Linked DNA regions of Mus musculus: region 1 is linked to region 2. Evidence: chromatin contacts called from public Hi-C data. All regions are on one chromosome and are shown on one strand. Each heading gives the region's core, a stretch centred on a gene start, on an enhancer-like site or on the middle of the called end of the contact. The rest is flanking DNA. Distances are from core to core; before and after follow the strand shown.

Region 1 (6,539 bases), core at 2,023-4,522, 110 kb after region 2:
CTGTTGCTACAATTCCTCCCCAGATAACTGCCCAGAGATGGTATACACACAAAGGACAGCCCGTGCTCACAGCTGTTTAGAGACTAAAGAAATCCTCCTCCAAGAGACAGATGGGTGCAATCGAAGGGAACCAGTTATCAACAGGGAAAACAGAAAAATACAGTGCCACATACTTTACTTTTATTCCCTGCAAAATCTTAAGATGCAAAATACTATATATTCATTGGGGGATGATATTATATTATAGATGATAAATCAAAGACTAGAAGAAAAGGCACTTATCAAAGGACACAGACACGAAAAGCAAGAGTCATGGTCTAAAGCCAAGTCTCAGATCTCAGTCCCCAATGTTCCTGGACAGACATAGTTGGGCACGCTGACTAGAGATGCAGGACACAGAAAGTCACACTTTAAAGAGAATGCCAAGGCAAACATGACGTGGTGGAAATGCTCTAGCAACAGCAGGATTTAATTACCGGTCTTCATGCTAAAATGGACAGTTCATGATTTGTACCTAGACCTGTAAACCCGAGGCAATAAAAAGCCTCGTCATGGACAACTGAGACCAGCACGGCCCCAAAGACATGAGGACACCATGGAGTCACAAGCTCTAGACTAAGCTGACCGCTGTCAAAAGCCTGTTCCATCTTTGGTGAACATTTCTTCTGCAAAGAAAAAGGGTACCTTTTGTTACTGATGATGTCTTCTTTTATTCCAGGAGAATTAAAAATTGGCTTGTAAGACAACAGTTCTCTAGGAATAGAGGCAATATAAACAAGATGAACAGGTGGAACACAAGACACATTGGCCTAAGTGAAAGAGAATTCTTCATGAAGAAAAAAGCCTTTTCTTAACCCAGTCCAAAGCTACTGGGCAGGGCCAGGCAACAAGGGCCAGGCAGGAAGGAAAGGGAGAGACAACCAATAAAGCAGTGCCTGGTGCCTGTAACTTGGCACACAGAGAAGGCAGCTAAGTAAACAGAACACAAAGATGAGGACCTGGTCTGCAGTGACAAAGTTTACAGAATGGAAAAAGAGGAAACCAGGCTGCACCTTCTGATTCTGCAGCAGAGCTAGAGGTATCAGATTAAGCAAGATCTTGTATTGGGTATATTTATTAGCATTAGGGTAATTTTAATTATTTCATTAGTGCTAATAGTTGTCATTATTGCTTTCAAAACTGTGACAGCTAAAGACAGACACACAGCTTTTTTTGTTTACTTTTATCGGATTAGGCCCAATATACAGACATAAATGTACAGGAAGGATTGGGGGTCACTGTGCTCCCTTCAAACAGCCCAGTCCATTCTTAGAATTCTGTTACAGTTTAAGCTTCCACATATCTCAAGGGTCAGAGGTTGAAGGCTTCATTACCAGCCCACGGTACCACTGCCAAGTAGCAGCAGAACCTTTGGAAGGTGGGACCTAACCACGAGTCAGATTATTGTAGGGCTCCTGCCTTTCCTTTCTGGCCACTTTCTAGACATGACACAATACGGCTGGTTGGAAGGGGGGCAACAGGAGGGGGTGTGTGTGCAGGCACAGACTGGAACCTAATACCGTGAATTAAAATAAGTCTCTTTTTTTTCCTTTTGAATATCTCAAGTAATTCTGTCACACAACAGATTCCTTGAATGTACTTGTATCAGTAATTTGAGACAAACTGTTATAGTCCATACAGAATTTCAGACACATCTGATATATGCAATGCTAATTAAAGGCACAAGTTACTCATTCCTTGTAAAGATGAGAGAGGAGTATACCAGGACACCAGCTTGAGCACACAACTGTGAGTGTGCACACACAAACAAAAGGTGTCACCGTCTCTAATGTGCCTTATTGAGATTGACGTTAATACTCTTAGAATGTCTAGAGTTCCACAAACTTTACCTAGAATCAGCCCTAACTGGAGGACTCTTCGTGCTTAGTCCTCTATTTGGGAATGAAATGTCCCCTAGGTTGGTTCAGAGGTATGAGAATCGGCTTCATCTCTTCACGCGTACTGTGAACGACATACAGCGTTCATGCCAGCAGGGTTGAACTTAACTTGCTGAAGAGAAGGGCTCCCAAATAATGACCCCTACAGGTCAATTGCAAGGTCATTATACACTGTGCAGCGCTCCTTGTGACAACCACATTTCCAAAACCAAGAAACACAGACACACAGGGAGGGTGGTGAGCTCCCCCTCCTGGCTTCTGTAAACTGCATCCTCATCTTTTGTTAGATGGCATAGTCTCTGGTGTCAGAATTATGACAGATGCTGAGGAGATTCACTCTCTTTTCTAATGAAAATAGTGGCTCTAGGGGCTGGAGAGATGGCTCAGCAGTTAAGAGCACTGACTGCTCTTCCAGAGGTCCTGAGTTCAGTTCCCAGCCCCCACACGGTGGCTCCCAACATCTCATATGTCATCTCATATGTTCCAAGGGATCGGACGCTCCCTTATGACCTCTGATGCTACCAGGTAAGCATGCGGTGCTCAAGCAGAGATAATTAGGCAAAACACGTAGACACATACATTTTTTAAGATCTTTAAAAAAAAAAAAGAAAAGGAAAGGAAATGTTAATTGTATGGGCAAACACCTGTCCCTATTAAAGAATAAAATTACAGGAACTTAGTTCTTTTACTTTTATAACAGAATGACCCAGTCTTGTTCTCAGCAGACAATTGGGTTGTAACAGCACAAATGACTGCTTCCACTAGATAATGAAAATCTGCTGAGACACTACAGGTCTGGAGACTCACTAAGGGCTGATGGTTTTCACGCATGCATCTCCGCCATAGCCTTATGCTATACAGAATCTGAATTACATGCTTAAAATCTGCAGCAGAGAAACTATTTACCAACAACATAGCAGCTCAGCTCTGCAGAGAATGAGAATCCAAGTGAGCCAGACAAAGCATTGCTGCAACTTCCTTTTCATGAAGACCTTCAGGCTCCAGCCTATACAAAGGACAACCAGTGTGTGCCCCTGCGGTCTCCATATTCATCACACACCATGCTGGCCACTTAGGACTTTTAACTCTACATGTTCAGTCTTAAAGTCAATACAAGAATGTTCTAATCTGCTGAGCAGTGGTGGCATGTGCTTGACTTTAAATCCAACATACCCTGCCTTAAAAAAAAAAAAAAAAAAAGAATAATCAACTTCAATGGTTTCTGTGTCTTCTGTAGAATCATGGATAAAAACAAAACCTGCCATGCGGCACAGCACCAGAACCAGCCCACAGAATGTCTTCCTCATTAAGTACAATGCCATGAAAGGTTCTCTGGGGAATAGATGAGCACTACTCACTGTGCTGCTACACAGGGAAGGGAATGCTTCCCTTTAGCCACACTTAAGTTCTAACCAGCTTCTGTCAGGAGCCTGGCGCCTCCTCCTCCCCATGTTCTCCTTGGATGACCTTTATCTGTGATTATGAGGGATCAAACGCGTCTGAGTATGCCTACGACGTGTGCACATACACACGTTTCCTTCTCTGACAGTGCTCTAAGTGCATTATTCTAGAGTCAACTTAAGAGGCTAATTTAATAAACACCAAGTGACGCCATGCTCAGCACACAGGAAAGCAAGGCCACCCTGTCAGTCCAGCACATTACCTTTGCAGTAATCTGCGGGGTCCTCCTGCTCCTCATCATCTGACCCCAGAATCTCCTCCTCTGGCTCTGGGGGTGCGGGGTCTGGCAGTGGTGGTGGCGGTGGTGGTGGTGGAGGAGGAGGAACTAAAGGAGCTTTCTGTTGAGGCTCCGGCCTGAAACAGAAAGAAAAAAAATCAATTTACAATAAGCAAATCATGCATTATGGAAAAATTTGAGTTTCTTGGTTTAAGGAAAAACAGAACCTGCCACACATTAAGAAATGCTAACTAAAGTCATGTCACTCATTTTAGTGAAATTCAAACAATGCTTTTCACACAGGCAGGAAGGGTGGCAGCCTTTCTGTTCATTAACAAAGGAGTGTGTTTCACAAGCATCTACTCATTCAGGAGTTCAATTAATTTTTAAGGCTTGACAAAATAAATTTTTATTGTAATGAAAGAGTACCCAACTCCAGAATGCACAACTTTGTAAGTTATAACAAGGACAGCTATTACAGGAAAGATGCTAGCTTGTCCTGAGATGGTATGTAAAACCAGGATCAGAGAAACTGTCCCAAGTACCCACCCATCCAACCATCCACCCACCCATCCATCCATCCATCCATCCATCCATCCATCCATCCATCCATCCATCCATCCATTTTGAAGGGGAAATACAACCTCTTGGCCGAATCTGAGAGCCCTGCCAGCCTTTAAAACATCATTCTTAGCATGAGTTTACTATAGCTAATGAATGGGCGCTATCAACACTGAAACAAACTGCCACAAGTAAAGGAAGGTAGAAAAATGGGAATGAGGAGAAATGTCAACATCGTTAGAAAGGAGTAGAGCTGCAGATAACATGGAAAGGAGAGGGCAGACACAATCAAGTAATGGTGTCATTAGCAGGACAACTAAAAACACTTAAGTAGAGGGCCCAAATTCCAGTAAGGACTTGGGGAAGTGAAACATTTTCCTGAATGCTTTATAAAGACTGCCCTGAAGAATAAAACATCCCAGGAATGGGGCAAGGGAGCAGAGACAGGTAGGTCAGAAAGGTGAGGTCACATATTTTCCCCTACAAAGAGCCCAGAGAAGGCGGAATCCATCTGAGGATTTTGTTCATTACACTTTGAAACCTGCTAGAAATCTAATGAATGTAGTCAGAATCCTTGAATGTGTTTCTATCAGTGGTTTTAGACAGTTATAGTCCATTTCACTAACCTTCAAGTACATCTGACACATGCAGTGCTAATTAAAGGCACAAGTTTCTTACCAAGTTTACCATGTGTCAATAACATACATATACATAAATGTGTAAACACAGACTCTGTGGCCACCAAAACTGCACCTAGATGCTAACAATGACCTACACAGAGTGCTGGAGCTTCGTGCACACAACCTCTCCTCAGCAGGACAGAAAGAAAACACCCATGACCCTCCGGAACTGCGGTCTCACATTGTTACCCAATTGCTGCACTGCCCACATTGCTTAACAAACTTGCAGACTTGTATTCTAAGAGCAAAGGCCTTAACTCCTTTCCCTCTGTAAGGATTGCATTGAACATGACGTTGGCAGAAAGTACTTGAAATTCAGTTCTCTCTGTTAGAAGACAGACAGTATACTGTGGTAACGCCATAATGGTTCACTGGCCTATCATCTCAGAACAGCTGGAACCGCACTGCATAACGCAGCAGCCACCAAACAGTTCTGGAGCAGTGAGTAGGCAGTCAGAACTGAGGTAGCTGTGTGAAATACACACTGGTCCAAGAACAGGTAAAAGATCTTCGCATTTTTTGTGCACTACATTTTAAATATCCTATACATGAGTTAAAGTGTATGACTGACATTAGCTCCCCTTGACTCTCTTTACTTTCCCTAATGTGGCCACACATTTAATGTGAAATCTTATCTGACAGAGTAGAGTATGTTTCTACCGGGTGGTAACCCCCCGAGGCAGAGCAGCAGGTTAGCCTCACAGGCACACTCCTGGTCACCCCAGGGATAACAAGTTCTTCTAAAGCTTTGCTTAGCATCCCCACATAGTGACACCACTTCTCGCAGGGCACACCAACTCAGCTCAAGTGCCAGTGCACTGTCCACACATGCTCCATGAGTCTTTTGGCATGCATCCATACTTACTACTACACCACATACGAGCCATACTGTACCATCTGAGGGAAGACAGGGCCTTATTGTAGAATAGGCTGGCCTCAAATGTGCTATGCATCTGAAACAGAGTTTGAACTACTGATCTTCCTGTTTCTGTCTCTCAAATGCTCGAATTACAGCATATACCACAGACCAGCTGAGGCAGTATGGTTTAAAAAAGTTTCTAGCCGGGCAGTGGTGAGGCACGCCTTTAATCCCAGCACCAGGGAGGCAGAGGATACTACTGAGATTTTAAGCCCCCACCATCATGCTTCGCCTTCAAAAGAAAAGTTTTCATCCTACGCCCCAAAAAAGGAAACAAACAAACAACAACAACAGCTAAGTGGCAGTGTTGCACACCTTTAATACCAGCACAGGTAGGTGGATTTCTGAGTTCAAGACCAGCCTGGTCTATAGAGCAAGTTCCAGGACAGCCAGGGCTACAGAGAGAAACCTTACCTCAAAACAAAAACAAAAACAAAAACAAAAACAAAGCATTAAAAAAAAAAACACCATCAGAAAACGAAGAGTTCATTCACCAGAAAAAAAAGATTTCAAAATTAAATAACTAAAAAGAGACAAAAGGAAGTTCAATGTAGGACACTTGCTCACCACTAACAAAGTTCTAAGTCAATCACAGACACCAAGAGGGCAGAGGACGAGTGTTTCTAAAGTACACATGCGAGTGATCAAAACACAAAGCGGTGGCCTGTGACATCACTTGGCTGTTTTAATTGTTAACTTGATCATAATACTCTAGGATCATATGGAAAGTGTCTCAACAAGGAACTGTATACATCAAGCTGGAC
Region 2 (6,122 bases), core at 3,540-6,039:
CAAGAGACAGCATATGCTGGATCATTACAAGCAGCCTATAAAGGCGGTGTGAAAATTTTTCTTAGAGACTATGGTTACAAAAGTGAAATATAAAATATAACCTGCCGGGCATGGTGGCGCACACCTTTAATCCCAGCACTTGGGAGGCAGAGGCAGGCGGATTTCTGAGTTCGAGGCCAGCCTGGTCTACAGAGTGAGTTCCAGGACAGCCAAGGCTACACAGAGAAACCCTGTCTCGGAAAAAAAAATGTGTGTGTGTGTGTGTGTGTGTGTGTGTGTATGTATATATATATATATATCCATCCATCCTATTGTTGAGAATATTTTGTTGGGAAGTCAGAACATTAGACCAGAGCTGTTAAACAGAAACTGTGAGTCACACATATAACATCAGTTTTTTTCTTAATTGTTTTTAAGATTTATTTATTTATTTATTGCCGGGCGTGGTGGTGCATGCCTTTGATCCCAGCACTCAGGAGGCAGAGACAGGTGGATTTCTGAGTTCGAGGCCAGTCTGGTCTACAGAGTGAGTTCCAGGACAGCCAGGGCTACACAGAGAAACCCTGTCTCGAAAAACCAAAAGAAAAAAAAAAAGATGTATTTATTTATTTATTTATGTAAATGAGTGCTCTATTTGTATATACACTTGCCAGAAGAGGGCATCAGATCCCAGGATAGGTGGTTGTGAGGACCCATGTAGTTGCTGAGACCTCTGAAAGAGCAGAGCCATCTGTCTTAACCACTGAGCCATCTCTCCAGCCCATTTTTTTGTTTTGATTTTTTTCTTTTCTTTGTTTCTTTATGTAACTTTTGTTGTCCTGAGAACTTGCTGTGTAGATAGACAAGGCTAGCTTTAAACTGAGTTCTGAGATCAAAGATGTGTACCACAATACCTGATAAGAATTCACTGGTTTCTAAATATTCATGTATTTGTTATATATTTTTCTTAATATATCTAAGATATTATTTTAACACATAGCATAAAAATATTGAAATATTTATTCCTTTTATTATCCTGTTTTTGAACTCTTATGGATTTTGTTCTTACAACATATGCTAATTCAAATGAGCCATACTTCAAATGCTCATTAGCACGTGTGACTACTGTACTACTAAATAAAGCAACTCTAGACAACTAAGATAATAGATCTCAGAGGAGAACAGAGTAGGCTAGTTAGGGAGGCTCTGATTGCTGGGCTGTCCTTTGTGCATGAGAGTTAAGATGGGTCTCCTTTTGTTACAGATTGAAGAAACCAAAGTCAGAGCAAACAAGTGGCAGAAGCGCATGGTGGTGCATATGTCTTTAGGCTTTTGCTGTCACAGCACTGTTAGCAAGAGTAAAGCAGTGATGTATGACCTGTAGGTGTTGGGTTTTGACATCCCATGTGTGTGTAGGGGCTTCTGTTCTAGCAGTGGTAGATTCAGTACAGTAGATCACTGAGTAGGGCTGGAAGAGCACTGGCTGCGCTCACAGAGCTCCTGAGCTCAATTCCCAGCAACCACATGGTGGCTCACAGCCATCTGCAATGGGATCCAATGCCCTCTTCTGCTGTGTCTGAAGACAGCTACTGTACTCTTAATATACATATAAATAAATCTTTAAAAGAAAATTACTAAGGTTATTTTTGTCTTGTAACAAGACAGAAAGTTGAACAAAATAGAGAAGTTTTCCGAGTTTTATTAGAATTTCATTTTATAAGAGAATTATTTTTGGTTTTGGGGGCAGGATTTTTCTGTGTAGCTCTGGCTGTCCTGGATGGAACTTGTTCTGTAGACCAAAGCAGCTTCAAATTCAGAGATCCATCTGACTCTTCATCCCAAGGGCTGGGATTAAAGGCCTATGCCGCCACTGCCCAGCATTTTAGTTATTTTTAAAATATTTTTACTTTTAATTATATGTAGGTGTTTGAGCTTGCATGTGGGTATTTGTACATGATGGAACTTGCCTGCGGATGCCAGAAACATCTGATGCCTTGGAGCTGGAGCTCCATATGCTTGTGAGCCACCTGATATGGGTGCTGAGAACTGAACTGGAGTCATCTCTAGAAACAGCAAGTGCTATTGACGGCTAAGCCATCTCTCTAGCCCATTTCATTTATAATAGGATGTCTTGTGTTCTTTCTAGACTTATCTCTGTTACTCCAGCCATCTTAACTATGAATTCATTACATGAGCAAACAGATTGAAGTAGAAGTCCAGAAGGGAAATGCTCCTGGAGCTAGAAAGTAGGAAGAGGTACAAATTGGAAGGATCCCGTTGTTTCCCTCCTAGTGTTTACACAAAGAAAAGTTACTTTTCCTCTTCAGAAACTGCAAATTTGATGCTTACTAGTGTATCTTTTAATTACTATTACTTTTTTTTTTTCTGTGCAGCTTGTTAGAAATTGTAACAAACTGTTAGGCTTTTGTTTTGTTTTGTTTTTTTAATGAAATGAGCAGTTAAAAAAAGATGACATGTGTGATTTAGTAATGAATTACTGGGCTGGAGAGATGGCTTAGCAGTTAGCAAGCACACTCTTTTCTTGCAGAAAACCTGAGTTTGGTCCCGAGTACCCACACCAGTGGCTCACAGCTGCTCACAGACACATACATACATAAATAAAAATAATAAAAATCAATTGTATTTAAAAAGAAAATTACTCTGGAGGAGGACTCCTCATCCTGTGTTCAGTAATTCTGTTAAAACTGAAAAATGTGACTAAGAACACTAAACTAAGCTAAAGAAGTTCTTTCTGCCTTCTTTCTGTCACTAATATACAGCTGGGAGCTCTTATAGCCAAGAATTACTTTTTTTTTTTTTTAAGATTTATTTATTTATTTATTTATTTATTTATTTATTTATTTATTTATTTATTTAATGTGAAGAGGGCATTGGATCTAATTACAGGTGGCTATGAGCCACCATGTGGTTGCTGGGAATTGAACTCATGACCTCTGGAAGAGCAGTAAGTGTTCTTAACCCCTGAGCCATCTCTCCAGCCCCAAGAATTACTTTATAAGTTGTTTTCCTCATTTGCAAAAAAAGAAGTTTGAAGTCTTGGTAAATAAAACTTTTTCCAAATTTGAGACTCAAATTTCTTTGTTTTCGTTTTGCTTTGTTTTTTGTTTTTGCTTTGTTTGTTTGCTTGCTTGCTTTGCTTTACTGTAGTATGTGACATTTTAGTGTCACTAGAGCCACCTGTTGACAGAATTCATTAATTTGTTGGTGCCTGGATATTCTGAGTTGGAATATGTATAATTTAAGATGCTAAAATGATTTGTCTACAATGAAATGTTTACAGTATATTTTATCCACTTTCCATCAGTACTTTTTTTTTTTTTTTGGTTTTTCGAGACAGGGTTTCTCTGTATAGCCCTGGCTGTCCTGGAACTCACTTTGTAGACCAGGCTGGCCTTGAACTCAGAAATCCACCTGCCTCTGCCTCCCAAGTGCTGGGATTAAAGGTGTGCGCCACCACGCCCAGCTTTTATCAGTACTTAACTATTTTCTGATTCCTTAAATTTTTTTTCTTACATTTTCATTTACTTTGGGTGTGCAGGTGTGTGGATGCCATGACATTTGTATAGAGGTCAAAGAATAACATACAGGAACTGGTTCTCTTTTGTTAGCCAACTTGAGTGCAGGGGTGGAAAAAAGGGCTTGCTGATCTTCCGGAGGATCAGAGAGTGGGTCCTAGCACCCACATCAGTTGGCTTAAAAATGCTGATAAGCCTTTTACTATTTAATAACTAAGAGCACTTACTGAAATTACTAATTTTTACTTAAGTCACTATATCACTAGGTATAATTAACATGCTAGTAAATGTTATAGGAATGGTGGGAACAGTGTAGATTAATGGGAAGAATTCTAGACCAGTTTAAGACATCTAAGCTTTTGTATTTTTCCTTATTAAATATCATGTTGGAGCTGGAAGATAGCTTAGTAATTAAGAGCACTGGCTGTTCTTTCAGAGTATACCAAACCTTGAGTACTTTCACCAATTTCTCATCTCACAACTATAAATAACTCTAGTTCCAAGGGATCTCTTGTTGCCTCAGGTGCCAGGCATGCTCATGGTGCACAGACATACATGGAATTAAAGTATCCATACACATTTCAAACAACAATAAAACCTTCCATGTTTGTAGGACATCATTTTATACATGTGAAAATTGAGACCCAGAGTTGGTATGTAGTATGATACCTAGTGCCTGTAGTAGAAGGGTTAGAACTTGAGAGTTTGTAACACTTAGAACAGATTAATATAAAGACCTGAGATGGGACTTTGGTCTTTAAATATCACCTAGGTAACAACTGAACAACACTTAAGAACAAAGAGTCTGTTTTCCTGGCTGGTCTTGTCTCACTATACTCAGTCCATACCAGCAGGACTCAGTACCTGATCTCCATGGTAGCCTTGTGATAGCATTCTATCAGGAGTCCATTGCCACCAGTCGTAGACCAAGACAGTAATGCTACTTTCCTTTCCGTCTCCAAGTCACCTAAGAAAAAGGGAGCTGCACGCTGAAACTCCTGTAGGGCCAGGTGCAACCCGGCCTTCCCACATGCTGTTAGACGCACTCTAGCAGTGCATCCTCCACAGCCCCTAATCCCAAGTCAGAGGTAAACCTGCAGGCTCAACTGTCCACCCTTGACTTCATGGCTCTTCCTCTCATTTCTACAGTTCCTTGGTCTCTTCTGCAAATGTAGGTCTCTACAGATTCTTGGAACCTTGCATACTTTCCTTTGTCTTCGCTTGCTTGACACATACAACTGGGCTTTTTCTTTTAACAATGCCACTGTTGCATTAAATCTACTGCCTGGATTCTCATGTCAGGGAAGGAAGTAGGGAAGGCTGTGGGTTTACTCTAAGGCCTCACTTAGGCGGAGCATGTCATTTGTCACTGATTATCAACCCCAGCCCTGTATGGCCTGGTCATGTGGCAGAATTCTCTACCTTTCTCTTTATTTTCTATTATCATAAAAATAAGTGTATTTTTTTAAATCTGCCTTTAGGTGTACAGTTTCAAGTATCATTAAGTGCATACAGGCTATCAAGGAGCTGTCACCAATTTCTAAATGTTTTCCTCACTCTAAACAAAAACTTTATTAAATAATAATTTATTCCTAGCACTTTGCACATTGTATTTGGTTTCTGTCTCTGCCTATTCTAAGTCCCTCTTATATGGGGAATCGTAAAATGTTTATAGTTTTGTGCCTGGCTTATTTTACTAGTGTGAATTTTAAAAACCACGTGTGCACGGTTATGTACTCAGGAGTGCAGCTGCCCTGCAGAAGACAGAGGAGGGCATCAGGTCCCTCTTGAACCAGAGTTACTGGTGCTTTTAAGCCAACTGATGTGGGTGTTGGGAACCAAACTCTATTCTCCTGGAAGTACACACTCTTCCCCTCACCCCCACCCCCACCCCTTTAAGCTGGATAAATTGAATACTTTAAAAAAATCCTTTTTAATTTTTTGAGATTATAAAATAAATCATTTGCCCTTTCCATTTCCTCTCTCTATGCCCTCCCACACACCCCTTTCTCTTGCTCTCTTGAATTTATGGCCTCTTTTTGTTAATAGTTCTTTGTGTGTGTGTTAAGTATTGAATAACCAATTGATGTGCTCTTCCTTAGGGAAGACTATTTCAGCTGCTCTCAGCATTCCTTAGTTGCCTGTAGTTGTTTGTGTGGGGTTGAAGCCCTTTGGTCTTTCCTCTATCAGCTTTGGCATGTTGTTGTCTCATTCAGCTCATGTTTAAGTATTAATCTTGGTGAGACTTCATGGGTGTAGGTTCTGATAATTACTTGGAAATGCTGTCTTAGCAAACTGTGACCCTCTGGCTCTTACAGTCTTTCCTAATACTCTCTCTTGGTGTCCCCAGCCTTACCTGGGGGAGGTTTTGTAGATGTGTCCATTGCAACTGGGCTCCACAGCTGTGCATGTGATTGCTTGTGTTTTTCTGTAATGATCTCTGTTTCTGGGAAGTTTCTTTGATGGGGGTGAAGGGTGGTGTGAGGACAAATATTTAGAATGTAGTTAGGGATTATACTGGATTAGTAAAGTGGTGGTTATACGTTCCTCTCCAAGATCTATGACTTTACTAGCCCTGTTTGTTTAAATAATTTTTTTAGTACATTT

What was found. A called contact is a pair of places that touch in the nucleus more often than the background predicts.
Region 1: a contact with region 2 is called in a Hi-C map of rod photoreceptor, with 2.6 times the contacts expected there. The contact joins two enhancer-like sites. A contact is called at or near these places in 1 of 484 Hi-C or Micro-C datasets (rod photoreceptor) and 2 of 9 other capture datasets (adipose tissue and liver).

Annotation. Positions count from the first base shown.
Region 1 is chr5:23,561,514-23,568,052 of GRCm38.p6, forward strand. It overlaps Srpk2 (serine/arginine-rich protein specific kinase 2), which reads right to left. Exons shown (of 16, transcript NM_001359173.1): 3 at 3,601-3,752. Among named protein-coding and RNA genes, the nearest start is that of Srpk2, 110 kb to the right of the region's middle. Within about 2 kb of position 3,273, at least 4 of the 459 cell types and tissues checked have an H3K27ac peak or open chromatin away from gene starts, as enhancers often do. A contact at or near this core is called in rod photoreceptor, where this site is marked.
Region 2 is chr5:23,453,087-23,459,208 of GRCm38.p6, forward strand. The region is part of intron 2 of Kmt2e (lysine (K)-specific methyltransferase 2E); the gene reads left to right. Among named protein-coding and RNA genes, the nearest start is that of Kmt2e, 22 kb to the left of the region's middle. Within about 2 kb of position 4,790, at least 12 of the 459 cell types and tissues checked have an H3K27ac peak or open chromatin away from gene starts, as enhancers often do. A contact at or near this core is called in rod photoreceptor, where this site is marked.